Regions from separate parts of the Rattus norvegicus genome. Here region 2 is linked to region 1. The links are chromatin contacts, called in public Hi-C maps. All regions are on one chromosome and are shown on one strand. Each heading gives the region's core, a stretch centred on a gene start, on an enhancer-like site or on the middle of the called end of the contact. The rest is flanking DNA. Distances are from core to core; before and after follow the strand shown. Region 1 overlaps Dlc1 (DLC1 Rho GTPase activating protein). Region 2 overlaps Dlc1 (DLC1 Rho GTPase activating protein).

Region 1 (6,950 bases), core at 3,016-5,515:
AGAAGACAATCACAGTTTATTTACAGCCTCTGAATGTATTTACTTGCTTCAACAGCATAAATCAATAACTTGTATATCTTCAGATCTCTTAAACGAGGCAATCTCTGTTACTACATTAAACTTTAGTAATTCCACAATGGCAGCTAAGTAGACCACGGTGTGGTTTCAAATCATAAGTAATTAAATAACAAGAAAACCCAGTCAGACTAGTGGCATTTCTGCAAATTCCATTGAGGATAGTCATGTGATGCCCTGTGACAGATTGCTTCCTTGAGCCAGACAAATGAATTGGTTGTCCAGTTCAGACTCAGTAAACATTTCTATGTAAAAATAATAGAAGAGAATATTCTGGTCCATCCCCCCCTGTTAATTTTCATCTGAGAAATTAGTCTACTTTTCGAACAAAGACCGAAATACTTAGAAAGGATGTGTTCTTTTCCTAATACTTTTTCACCAGTTAATTTTTCAGAGCCTAGGAGGGTGACTCAGTGGGTGAAGCGTTTGATGTACACATTTGAGGGTCTGAGTCTGGATCCCCAGAACCCACATAAAAGCCAGGTGCAGACAAATATCTATAATCCAATAAAGGGAAGTAGAGCTGAGTGAATCCCCACAAGTTAAAGGGCTAGCTAGCACAGCCAGCAATCAGACTTTAGACAAAGCAAATGCAAGGACTGACTTGCGTATAACTATACTTTGGCCTGCACACATTTCACTCACACACAGGACCTTGAGTTTCCTTATTGCTTGGATATAATCATATTATCTTTTTCTTAATTTCGATAAATAATTCCAATTTTAATCGTAATTTTAAAAATATTTCTGTTAACTGTTCTTTTAAAATATTTCATTTATAATATTTTGTATCTAAACTATTTGAAAGCCAATAGAATAGTTTTTAAACGATGTCTCATCTTAGTGAAAATTCTCACCAAACTCTGTGGTGTGAACAGTCACTTAGCTATCTGCTATTTCCTTTACAGAATAAAGGATTCAATTGCCTGACCAGGTTAGTGGGAGGATGTTGTAAGATAATGGCAGGGAATTCCTTCTGAGAGGCACAAGGCACAAGAAACTGTAAGCTGCTGATCGTATTTCTGTGACCATGCAGTCATGGCCATGGTCATCTGGAAATTGCAACCAGCATAGCTATGAAGGTAACATAGAGTAAACACAGACCATGGAAGCACATAGAATCTCCCCAGCACCGGAACCACCAGGCTCCAAGGGTAGAAGTTGTGTAGTTTAATCAACAACTAAACGTGTTAGACTTACCCATAATACTATGGGTTGGTCAGATATGCATGGCAGTGAGTGTTCCTTGGTCATGGTTGTCTTTTCTGCCATATGTGGGGTTACCAGTCGAAGGACACTTTCCTTCTGAAAGCATTATGACGATTTGAAGAGAGATTGCTGGAGAAAAAAGCAACAAACTTAACAGGCCATTGACCGCCTCCTAGTTACTGTATTGTTGAGTGTGTATCAGGAAAGAAGTGAAAAATACAAACTCTGAGTTATGGCAATTACATAATTAATTTGGGCATGAGGACATTTGGCTAGCAAGCGTGAAGTATTTCAACCTTGTTGCTAGCTACATGTGAGAGAACAAAACTCTGAGTTCCTATTGTTTTATTGTTTTTGAAGTTAACTTACTTGGATCAAGCAAGTCATGGGCAAATAATAAAAATATTTACTTTAAATAAAATTTGCTAAACGTTTTTAATTAGACAACTCTTATGGGTTACTGCATTTTTCATATAAAATATTTTGAAGCCATCTCAAAACTGAATTCTAGATTCAGGGGAAGGTCAGGGTCAGGGTTGTCTTAGTTACAGGGTTTCTGTCACTGTGATAAAATACCTTGACCAGAAGCAACTACGGTGATGAAAGTGTTTATTTCATCTTCCACTTCCATCACTGAGGGAACTCAATGACAGGAACTCAAGTCAGGAACCCGGAGGCAGGAATTTATGCAAAGCCATGGAGGGGTGCTGCTTACTGGCTTGCTACTCATGGCTTGCTCAGCATGGTTTCTTATACAATTGGACCATCCGCAAAGGCTGGCACCACCCACAATGGCATGGGCCCTCCCACATCAATCATTAGTCATGAAACTACCTTACAGGCATGCCCGTAGGTCAAGGTGTCGGCGATGTTCTCATAATCAATAGTCTGTCTTCTAAAATGACTATAGCTTGTGTCAAGCTGACCGAAAAGAAAACCAAACAGGAAAGATCATACTTGCATATTTGAAAATATCAATAAAATCCATTAATATGAATAATCAATATAAATTAATTTTCAAAATTAATAAATTCTCAATGAACTCATTTTAAAAAATCACATTTAGGCAAAATCAAAAGTAATTATGCATCTTTCTTACAAATGTATTTATTCCCAATCTGCCTTTGTCTTATTGCTATGTTAAGAAAGTTTGGTTAAGATTTATTCTTTATCCCCAAGATAATAATTTCATTGGGAAAATTTGTTCATGGCCAGTAATGTTGTAAGAAAAACTTGCATAAGACTTTTTCAGTTTTAAGGTAAAAGTCATTAAAAACAAAACAGATAATTTCAGGGCAAAGTTTACTTACCATTCAAAGTTTGCTTTCCTTTCAGAATAAGCCTTCTACTTCATCCCAACACTTCAGTATAAATGTGCTCTTTCCACCCTTAAAAGCAGTTTATATAAAAATGGCATGAAAGGAGTTATAAGTTATTCTAAAGCTCAAGGACAAACTTCAACAGTCATAATAACATCTTTGGTCAACTATACAATAATGACAGTGTGATTATGAACTATACAATAATAACAGTGTGATTATGAACTATACAATAATAACAGTGTGATTATGAACTATACAATAATAACAGTGTGATTATGAACTATACAATAATAACAGTGTGATTATGAACTATACAATAATAACAGTGTGATCATGAACTATACAATAATAACAGTGTGATCATGAACTATACAATAATAACAGTGTGATCATCAACTATATAATAATAACAGTGTGATCATCAACTATACAATAATAACAGTGTGATCATGAACTATACAATAATAACAGTGCGATCATCAACTATACAATAATAACAGTGTGATCATCAACTATACAATAATAACAGTGTGATTATGAATGTGGAGCTGTAGCTGTCACTGAACCAAAACATTTTTCTTGGATAGATAATAACACTCTGGTCTTCTTGATCCACATTTTCATTTTTGTTTTGTTGTTGTTCTTTTTCGTATCACATCACCACCTGTCACTACTGGTTTCTGAAAAGGTGACATAGGATTGAAGTCCCGTGACACATTCCTAAATGCTCCTCCGTGATTGATGGTAGTGCATACAACATCTAGTTTGTAATACATAGCAGTGCAGAAAGTACATTAGTGTGCCTAACAAATCAAAGGGCAAAAAGCCCACTTCTTCGCATGACTAAAGTAGGTATGACCACCATGTGTTATTTGAACAAGGCAATTACTACTCAGTTGACACTGAGTATTTTGCTCCATAATTGTGCGATGACTTTTTCTTTCCCTTCCTGTTATACAAGACAGAGGTCTCCCCATTTCCCTATTACAGTGACTTCACTGGAGTCAAGCCATGTGCCGGCCTCCACATCTCCAAAGACTGTGATTTACTCCAGCCCAAAGGTATACTTAACTTTCTGCATAAAAAAGAGTCTTTGTCAAGTCCAGCAACCTCTGAATCTGGGTCATTTCACAATACTGGGATTATTTTTCTTAATTGCTTCATAAGGTTAACCTCGAGAATGGTTGCGGCTTGCAAGGTACAATGTGTTCATTAAATTGGCTTCGTCAGTAATTCACGAAATGCCTGCAAACTGGCATCAGTGGACGAAGTTCACTGAGGTCTCCAAATAAAATGGCCAAATTGGCTCGGAGTAGGAAAACATTTGCCTCAAAACTCCTGTAGCTCCAAGAAAACAGGAACATTTCCTCTTTTCCAAGTCTGCCCTTATACTACTATGGAGTGTATTTAAATTACATCACCTTAATGGAAATGTTCCAAACAAAGATAAGTCATTTCTAAAATCCAGAGGGACTAGGAGAATGCTGGATGGAGAAGTTGATGAGTCTGGTTTTATACGGATGATATGGACACTGGCTATGAGAACTCTCAGGAGAGCAGGGCAGAAGTCCTTCTTCTCGCCCTAAGAACGTCCATGAGCACAACTCTGAAATACAATTGCACTGCAGGGCTCTATGATTCATAAATGGCCTTTACTCCTTGTTGAGTGGAAGTGGAGACCCACAGTGACGCAACATGGCCAAGCAACTGCCAGGGGACATGAATCATGCTTACCAAGTCTACTAAATGCACTCAGCAGGATGAGATTTCTTTCAAAATTATATTTTTATGCATATTCTATCTATTTATTAAAATTCAATAATCCATGTTGCCATACTGTGTCTGAATCCTTGAGTCTTCCAAATATATCAAGGATTCATGTGGCACGTAGAAATTCAAAGCATTGCAAAATCAGATTAAAATGTGTATGACATCTTTAGGATGTTAAACCTACGTGGTGTTATATAAAATATTTGATATTTGACATCTTTGAATACTTGGTTCCCAGTTGGTGGAAGGATGTGGGAAAGACTGGGAGGTGTGGCCTGTGTAAGAAGAAATGTCACTGGGAGCTGGCCCATGGTATTCCCAGTTAGGGTTCTCTGTTTCTCCCTCTCCCTCTCCCTCTCCCTCTCGCTCTCCCTCTCCCTGTCCCCCTCCCACTCCCTCTCTCCTCCCCCTCCCCCTCTCCCTCTCCCCCTCCTCCTCCGCCTCTCTGCCTAATGTTTGCAGATCAAGATGTAAGCTCTCAGCTATTGCTCCAGCTCCATGCCTGCCTGCCAGCTGCCATGCCCCTCCCCCACCCACCACGATAGTCATGGACTCAGTCCTCTGAAAGTGTAAGTTTTAGATAAACTCTTTTTTCTATAGGTCAACTTGATAATGCTATTTTATCACAGTTAGAAAATTAGTCAACTCAACCCATGTGCTAAACCATTTCTTGTTTAAAATTAGTTTCCAAAGTAATCTCAAACAGCCAAGAAAAGTGATGTCATCGGTCTAAAGTTAAAGTAAAGGTAAAGGGAAACACCAAGCATTAGGAACATCTACATGGGAACAAAAACAAATACTGAAAGTGTTTTTTCATATCATGTTGTGTTATTAATCTTGACCTATCCTCTGCACAAACTAAGAGACAAAAACGTCAGGAAGTTTCTTGTAATGTTTTGTTGTAGCGTTCATTTCCTGGGAGAATCAAAGATTTTCTGCCTAGTGAAAGCCCTTTTTCTTTTCTGTTCTAAACTACTATGAAAGTGTAGTAAAGAGAAGAGACTCAAAAGTTAGCTAAAATACAATGTACGGAAAACTGATTCTCCACAAACCTGCATCCACCTTAGCCAATTCTCGATCACGGCAAAGAGGTCTCTCACTCAGGGTCACATAATAAGAGAAAGGAATTCCATAATATTAGCAAAGAATTCATAAAAGTCACAGTAAAAATATATATTTTAATATTAGTGATATAGAGAATCACATAGTTTGAGGCTGACCATTTTAAAGCTATAGAAAGCTAAGTATGTTCTGCCTAAAAGAAAAATTTAAAAACAAGTTATTAATAAACATGGGCTTGGTAGTTAAGGAAATTTGGTGCTCTTCCAGACTCCTCCTTAGGAACCACAGTTGCCTCCCAGTAGCTACATCCAGAAGTTTACAACTCCAACTTCAGGGATACATTGCCCTATTCCAGCCTCTGCAAATGTGTGTATTTGCATGCGCGCGCGCGCGCGCGCACACACACACACACACACACACACACACACACACACACACACACACAAATAAATTTTTTTTTAAAATAGAAACTCACAGCTCCCTTGTTAATTATTGAAATGAAGTCTATACAACCTTAGACACAGTACAAGTTTAGAGAAAGATTTTAAAAGTCATAACATACATGACTTTACATAGGTTTGGGGTGGGGAGAATTTCTTATTTCTTTTTAAAAATATACACCATGCCAAATGCTTGTGACTCCAAAGTGCGGGAATTTAAAAATATCATCCTAACTAAATAACATGCCCAGGCTACCGTCTCTCTGATGATACCTTTTCCCCATTGAGGTTTTGTGGAAATCAGAAGACAATGATCAAAAATGAATATTTAGAAAAATGAACAAGAGAGAAAGAAAGGAAGGAAGGAAGGAAGGAAGGAAGAAAGGAAGAAAGAAAGAAAGAAAGAAAGAAAGAAAGAAAGAAAGAAAGAAAGAAAGGAAGGAAGGAAGAAGAAGGAAGGAAAGAAAGAAAGAAAGAAAGAAAGGAAGGAAGGAAGAAAGAAAGGAAGGAAGGAAGAAGAAAGAAGGAAAGAAAGAAAGAAAGAAAGAAAGAAAGGAAGAAAGAAAGAAAGAAAGAAAGAAAGAAAGAGAAGTGAGCGTTCTTATAAAGGGGGAAAGGGAACAACTGAGATAGTTCAGAGGATAAAGTCATTCACCACCAAGCCTGGTGACCAGAGTTTAATTACCAGAACCCACACAGTGGAAGGGGAAAACCAACTCCCACAAGATGTCCTCCGGCCTCTGCACATGTCATGGCAACCACACCCACACACACATTCAGAAACAAGTGAATAAAAGAACAGATTCATTAAGTGACTCAGGAGTACACGGTTCGTCAGATCTTGACAGTGTCGCTAAGATATGTTACCCTGTACATCTTACATTCCTAAGGGAGTGGTATCACCACCGGATGAGAGGAGAAGACATGTTATCGGTACAAAGGGCGAGCAATGAATTTTCTTTTTATCCTTCTGTGGAATAAATTATGAGATTTGCCCATATTACCTTAATAGTGACTCAGAAGGCATATTACAGTCATTCCACCTAACGTTGTGAAACCTGACTTGCCAATA
Region 2 (6,897 bases), core at 605-3,104, 67 kb after region 1:
CAAGAATATAGGCAAGAGATAAACAGAGCTTCGTTGGGGAGAAAGAAGAAGTACATTTTGGTGACATGAGGTGAACCCTGATTTCAGCCCCACTGGAAGCCAGCCCCTACAACTGGGTTCTCGGGCACTGAACTTCAGTAGGTTTAAGCCATTTATTAAAAAGAGTCCTGGCTCATGGAAAAGCCAGACTGTGACTAAACTGTTTTAACTGTTTAAACTGTGAAACACACATCAGGAGCTCCACAGAGAGTTTAGCCCTCAGGTGCTATCCACAGGTAATAGCTTTAGACAGGCGATAAACGCCCAGTGCAGGAAGAAGAGATGGAGAGAAACCATGACAACGGCAACATGGAGTCAGCAAGTGTGTGTTGAGCTTCTGTTCTGTGTCAAGTAGTATATCACTGTGTGAAGTTGACCACAACAACAATAAATGAGACCATAAATTCCAGGTATTTAAGAGCCCATAGTATATTAGAAGATACAAAACTATCCAGATTAGAATGGAATTCAGTATCCTTAATAATTGGATGCCCTTGGGGTTGGGGGTTTAGCTCAGTGGTAGAGCGCCCTGGGTTCGGTCCCCAGCTCCGAAAAAAAGAAAAGAAAAAAAAATTGGATGCCCTCAGAAGAATGGATGATGTGCAAAGTTTTAGAAAGAATAAGCAAAATGAGCTTCACTGAGAAGCAGACATCAGTATTTTGAGTAGAGATTAAAAGAAGTGGGAGATTAAATCTATGTGTTTACTTGAGAAGGAGAAGGCAAGTATGCTGAAAAAGAAGGTCATCGAGCAAGAATCAAGAATTCAAACCATTCAAGGCCCCATAGGCCATCAACAGGTTCTTTCTGTTCGTTCATTCCCAGCTTTGTAATTATTTTAGTTAGCATGTATACTTAGAGGTTTCATGATGGCATTTTAATAATGTACATCACCTACCTCTTTGCCTGCAACCCTCAAAGGTCAAGGGCATTGACTTCAATTCTGTATGAGAGGCCAGATGAGAGTTCTCAATAGAAATAGCACATGATCTTACTTGCATCTCCAGTGGACAGCGTGTAAAGACAACCCACAGGCATAAGCAGTGATGACGAGCAGGAGACCAGGTAGCAGACAAACGTTGCAGTACAGAAAGACAGAGGCTAGACCAATGTTGCTGACATTCTAGGTATGGTTTTTAATGGGGACAGGAGGGAGACGAGGAACAAGGTCAACTATGATCTATAAAAAAAAAAAGGATTTGGATGACTTCCAGGTTTTTTCTGGAGCTCCTAAAAAAAAGAAAGAAAAGAAAAAACCCTCCAAGGAAATGGAATCTGAATGCCACAAAATAAAGGAATGTGTTATTTCAGAGAACTAAAACACCATGGTGCTTGAAAGCATTCTTTGTGTTTTTAAAAGCTAGAGAAAAACCAAATGAATAAGACAAGGACCAAAAATTGCCCATTCGGCTTAACAAATAACCATAGGAAAAAAAACACCCTTTGATGATTTTGATGAAAACAATTTCAATATTTATTTATTTTAATTAAGTTAATTTATTTATTATTTGCTAAGCTCCACCCCCCCAAAAGAATAGTGTTGATTGTTCAACACCTTGACAAACTTTATGGTTAGCTTAAATAAATACAATGAACTTATTAGAAGTTCATTAACTCTACAAGTCTACCCCATGCACACAGCACAATGAGACTTGGAAGTTTAGCACATGGTTCAGGTGTCTAGGTACTTATGCATTGCTGAGAATGCATATGTGAATGAGAATCAAGAATAAAGTGATCTCACAGCATAGTCACCATTACCAACAGGAGCCCGCAGAAGAGGCTTTCCACATGAGAGTGGAAAGATTCCTCACATGAACTCCAGCCAAGGACCCTATGACTCAGTCAAGAAGCAGACACTATGGCCTTGAACGTTTTGAGTCTTCTGGAGCCAGCATGTTGCCAGTGCAAAATTGAGGGCTTACAACTTGCATCCCCTCTACACGAGCTCTCTGTTTTCTTGCCTGACTATGGACAGAACAACACAGAAGTTAAGTGAAGACGATGCTCTCTATCCATACCTCTTTATTCGTCTCCTCCAAAGATATTGTCTTCCTGGGTTTTAGAGTATTAATCTTCAAAGATTGGACCACCATTCATGACAGCCTCCAAAGATCCATTGACCCTATGGCCTCAAGAACCATGATGAACTTGAGCACTGGATCAACATGCTTCTGTAGGTGGTTAATACATGTGTTGAATAAGTTAAAGTACACCGACTCCACAAAGCAGATAAGATCAGAGCTTCTCTCTTGGCAGAGCATTGTGGAGTCCAAGTATTCTAGCTCCCTCTGTTAGAACGCTGGGATTATGGTAAACTTGGTTTTGAGCAGCTCTTTGGACTGGCTCTAGAGATGTCTCTCCTGCAAGTCTGTACTTCTATGGTTTCCACACAGAACACATTCAGCTGAAGTATAGAAATTGATCTGGGTTTGGTCCAGATTCACCTGACTGAAAGGTGGCTTTTCTCCATTCACCTTGCATTTTAAAGTCCTGGTCTTTAAGGCTTCTCAATAGTCTGCTCCCTACCCACTCTCTTTGTAAGAGATGAAAGTGGTTTTCCAGACAGGCCTGCTGTGAGTGACTTCATGGAAATGAATAACCTGAGTCCTTGTGTGCCTCTCTCACGGGGAACTCCTGATATTTATTTATTTTTAAGAATAGGACTGGGACGTAGATGTTTCCATGAACAGTTGAGTCATTCCTTACAAAATAAGAATCCTACTCCTCGGTCAGACATGCCTTACATTCCGGTCTTCCCACTTCAGGCGGTTGTGTGCTACTAAATATTCGGTGGAAATGACACACGTCTGGAAGCCTAGAAGGAGAGGCTGCTGATCAGGGAGTACACAATGAAGGTGTTGTGTGGTGCTAATTGAGGAAGGCAGACTCCCAGATCTGAAATAAAATGAGATCTGTGACACCTGAAGCCTCTGGCATGAGTCCTTGTAAAAAATCAAAGTGTCTTGTTCTGTGCACTCTGATCACACCCATCGGAGAACCATCCCACTTTCAAGAGCATTTTGGAAATAGGGCATATTGAGATACGCTGTGGCCAGTAATTCCTCCTGTGGAGAGCTCTCTGGGAGTCAAAGGCACTGAAGAGATGGATCAGCTTTTCACACAGAGCCCTAGATATCAGTGGGCCAAACCAAGTAGGCTAACCCTGGCTCTCCACATCCTATAGTCTAGTATACTTCCCTCCCAAAGGGAAAATATCAATCTGACTCAAAGTATTTCCTCTCAGATTTGTCAACAGAATGGTTCCTACAGGGTACTTTCTGGACCTCTGTGAGGCTTCACACAAGTAAGAGGACTGGAGTTGTGAAATGGAAATTGAAATGAGAATTAGTTTGCTAAGAATTATACGAAATGGAATGCAGATTGAATCAATATAAGCTAATTATCAGAAGAGGAAGACATTTGTCCCAGTTGAAGAAGATGTTGAAAGTGTCTGGACACAGATTTACTATGTGCATCCAAATGTGGCAAGAGTTTAAGCCTAGAGAAAATATGAGGTACATCTTAAACATGGGGAATTTGGCAATGCTTATTCAGGGAACTGAAAAGCGTCTCAGATAATAATTAGTGTTTTGGTGGGATAAAATGTAAGTGAATGAGAATTAGAGAAAAGTAAATGAATTAGAAATATGTGGGATTTTTTTCCTTATTATGCGAGTTGTCCACAAAAAATTAGGGTGGGGAAATCACAGATTTTGGTTAATACTTGAAAAGTTTTCCAAGAAGCCTAATAGGGTATGACAATTTAAAAAAAAATCACCTGCCCTTAATCCAAAGAAGAATCTGCAGAAGCTCAGAGATTTCTGTGCCAGTCCTTGGGGCTACAAAACAAAGAGGTTCGAAGTAGCAGTGTACAAGTGGAAACTGGGAGCAACGTTTGACTAAGAAGAACAGAGTAGGGAAATCCATTCAAAGAGGAGATCAGCACACTGACTTCCAGCAGAGGTTGGCATGACATCCAGGAAGCCAGGGCAGAAACCTTGACTTTATTGTCTGTTCCCTCTCTTCACCATAGGGGCTAGAGAGAAGTCTGGAGGGTTGAGAGCACCGCTTGCTCTTCCAAAAGCTTTACTTCTTTCTCCTCCTCCTGCTTTTGTCTCTTTCCTCTGAAGCTAAAGTCCAATAGTAAACTGCCCAAGATCCTGATGGAGAGCCACTACAGAAAAGGACTAGAACGGGAGCACAGATGTGGTCAAAATACATACAATCATACAAACATGAGTATACATGCACGCGGGCACACTGCCCTATAACTCTCACATCCTAAGAAACAAATTCACTACTATAGGAATTCCTTTCCATTTTTAAAGAGCTTCTTGATGCCCGGAAAGGGTTAAGGGAGGATCCACCTTTGTACCTGATTGTCTTTAGCCAAGTAAAGCAAAGACACAAAAGCATGCAGCTTGGTTCTTGACTGTTTGAATTGTAGCTTTGCTGCCAAATGTGAACAGTTCCAAGCAAAATCCATGTTGCAATCGCCCAATATTGAGAAATGGTTGAGTTCGCCTGGCAGGCTACATGAGATGGTTCTCCGAGGCTGTTGGACAACAAAATTCTAAGAGCCTTTTGCATGGTGTTTTAGCAGTCACTGGTGTTAGTTTGGTTTGCTATTTTATTTTTGTTTCGTGGGGAGAGCATGTGAAAATACTTTAACCAATGACCTTAGATTCGGTATCATAGCAAAAGAATTCACATTAATTTACTTTTCACCTCTCCCAGGCTTTTAGTATAATAGGGAGAGGGATGTTTTTTAGAAGAAGAGGCAGGGGTCAATTTACACTTCAGTTTTATGATGTGGGGCGAATTAATTACTTGAGTGTCAGCGCATTAATCCGTCAAGTAGGAGTAATAGTATACCAGGTAGCTTCAAGGTCCGCAAGAAGTCCAAAGAGTAAAAGTAAATGCTTAGCATTCCTTTTGTGGATGACGCAGGCTGAGTTCTTACAGCACTTGCTTACAGAACACACTGCAGTAGAAGTCCAGAAACAAGGGCACCACCCCCAGGGGACAAGTATCCCAAGGAGCAAATCCCCAACTACAAAGAAACTCAAAGTGAAACATCAAGTTGCAGATTAGCTGTGTGGGTTATCATGGCAGATTTTAACAAAACTAGGACTTAGAATTGTCTATAAGATGGTCTAGTTAGGGGTTGGGGATTTAGCTCAGCAGTAGAGCGCTTGCCTAGCAAGCACAAGGCCCTGGGTTCAGTCCCCAGCTCTGAAAAAAAAAAAAAAGATGGTCTGGTTGATGTTTTGGTCCTATGTAAAAGTACAGACTCCCAGTGATGGCTGAGACCAACACTGACCCCATGCCTTCTACAGTGTGGGACTGGTTCACATAGTGCTGAATAAAGGACACAAGGCCTCCTGAAAAGGGAAAACCAAAAGTCTCTATCAGAGAAAGTAGACATGAGCTAGTTAAGCCTATGATAGGACAATCTACAAAGGCCTCTCTGGGACCATGGAATCTGATGAGACGCCAACTTCACGGATAAAAAGAGCCAAGAGAAGAGAATTTCAGACAGGAACTATGCAGGGCAAAGACCTTAAGACTGAAAAGACCATAGAATGTGTTAGCATTAGAATGGGCTCTGTGTGGTCCACATAGTAACAGTCAAATCATCCTGATGTGGAGGCAGAAATTAGGGTAAGTGCGAGCTTTCTTCTCAGCACTGAGCAATTGCCTTTTCCTTCTTCCACATCCCTCCTGTGATATCTTAGTTCTCACAACACTGTTACATCCACTTGATAACTAGGCAGCAGTACTGGGGAACAGGTAATGTAATCTTGTATCATGAACAATTCATGTCCATGCTCTGAGATGGAAAGGATATAATTTAATAATCAAGGTTTAGCAAGATCAAAGTTCACCTTGAATTCCTGGCTCATCTCTGATATTATCAAATGGCTAAATCTGACACCAGATGTTGTAGTCTGTCCAGAGGTTAACTGTTCATATCAAGTGTGCTAATTTCATGCTCTTGTTCCCCACTAAGAAAGTTTTCCTAAACTAGACTTTGTGATATTGTAAGTCTCCAGTTTGATTAGAAAACACCCAGAAAGCCCAGAAGTTCTACTGTTCAGCCTCTATAGCAGTGATTCTCAACCTTCAGATTGCCCTTTGGCAAACATTTATCCCCAAAAATATAATTCATAACAGTAGCAAAATTACAGTTACGAAGAATTTTATGGTTGGGGGTCACCATATCATGAGTAACTGTGTAAAAGGGTCACAGCATTGGGAAGGTTGAGAACCCCCGCTCCACAGCCTGGAAAATGTCAAGCTGCTGTCATTGTCTGCAATTTTTGTCTCAACTTCCTAGGTCCACTTAAGCTACATACTGTCACTGAAACTCTGCCTTGTCAGCTGATACAAATTGACTCATTTTCCTCCTTCAGGCCATGAAGCTGCAAAGTGCTGCTATTCTCTAAACTGTGTACTGGTTGACATCCATTGAATTCAGCTCCTCTTTATCTCTGGGTTTTGGCTGGTTGGCTGGTTGGCTGGTTGGTTGGTTTGTTGGCTTGTTGGTTGGTTGGTTGGTTGGTTGGTTGGTTGGTTGGTTGGTTGGTTGGCTGGCTGGTTGGTTGGTTGGTTGGTTGGTTGGCTGGTTGGTTGGTTGGTTTGTTGGTTGCTGGGATGATTTCAGGAAATGCCTTCTTCCTTTCCTTTACCCTGACTTGACTATAGCAGAACTCCATAGGTCTAGTTTAGTCTAGAATTTACATAATTGTCCAGCCCAAACCCCAGACTGGCATATAAGAAGTGGTTGATATATGTAGCTGATAAAAGGAACTGAGGCAAAAGGACCTATTGGCCTCATTACTTTGCCTTGAACA

What was found. Hi-C and Micro-C count contacts between places; a contact is called where the count stands out from the background.
Region 2: a Hi-C map of the A7r5 cell line shows a contact between it and region 1, with 1.6 times the contacts expected there. The contact joins two enhancer-like sites. A contact is called at or near these places in 3 of 12 Hi-C or Micro-C datasets (the A7r5 cell line, the Rat2 cell line and liver).

What each region holds. Positions count from the first base shown.
Region 1 is chr16:62,050,501-62,057,450 of GRCr8, forward strand. All of the region lies in intron 2 of Dlc1 (DLC1 Rho GTPase activating protein), which reads left to right. Among named protein-coding and RNA genes, the nearest start is that of Dlc1, 59 kb to the left of the region's middle. Within about 2 kb of position 4,266, at least 9 of the 93 cell types and tissues checked have an H3K27ac peak or open chromatin away from gene starts, as enhancers often do. A contact at or near this core is called in the A7r5 cell line, where this site is marked.
Region 2 is chr16:62,119,572-62,126,468 of GRCr8, forward strand. The region is part of intron 4 of Dlc1 (DLC1 Rho GTPase activating protein); the gene reads left to right. Among named protein-coding and RNA genes, the nearest start is that of Dlc1, 130 kb to the left of the region's middle. Within about 2 kb of position 1,855, at least 12 of the 93 cell types and tissues checked have an H3K27ac peak or open chromatin away from gene starts, as enhancers often do. A contact at or near this core is called in the A7r5 cell line, where this site is marked.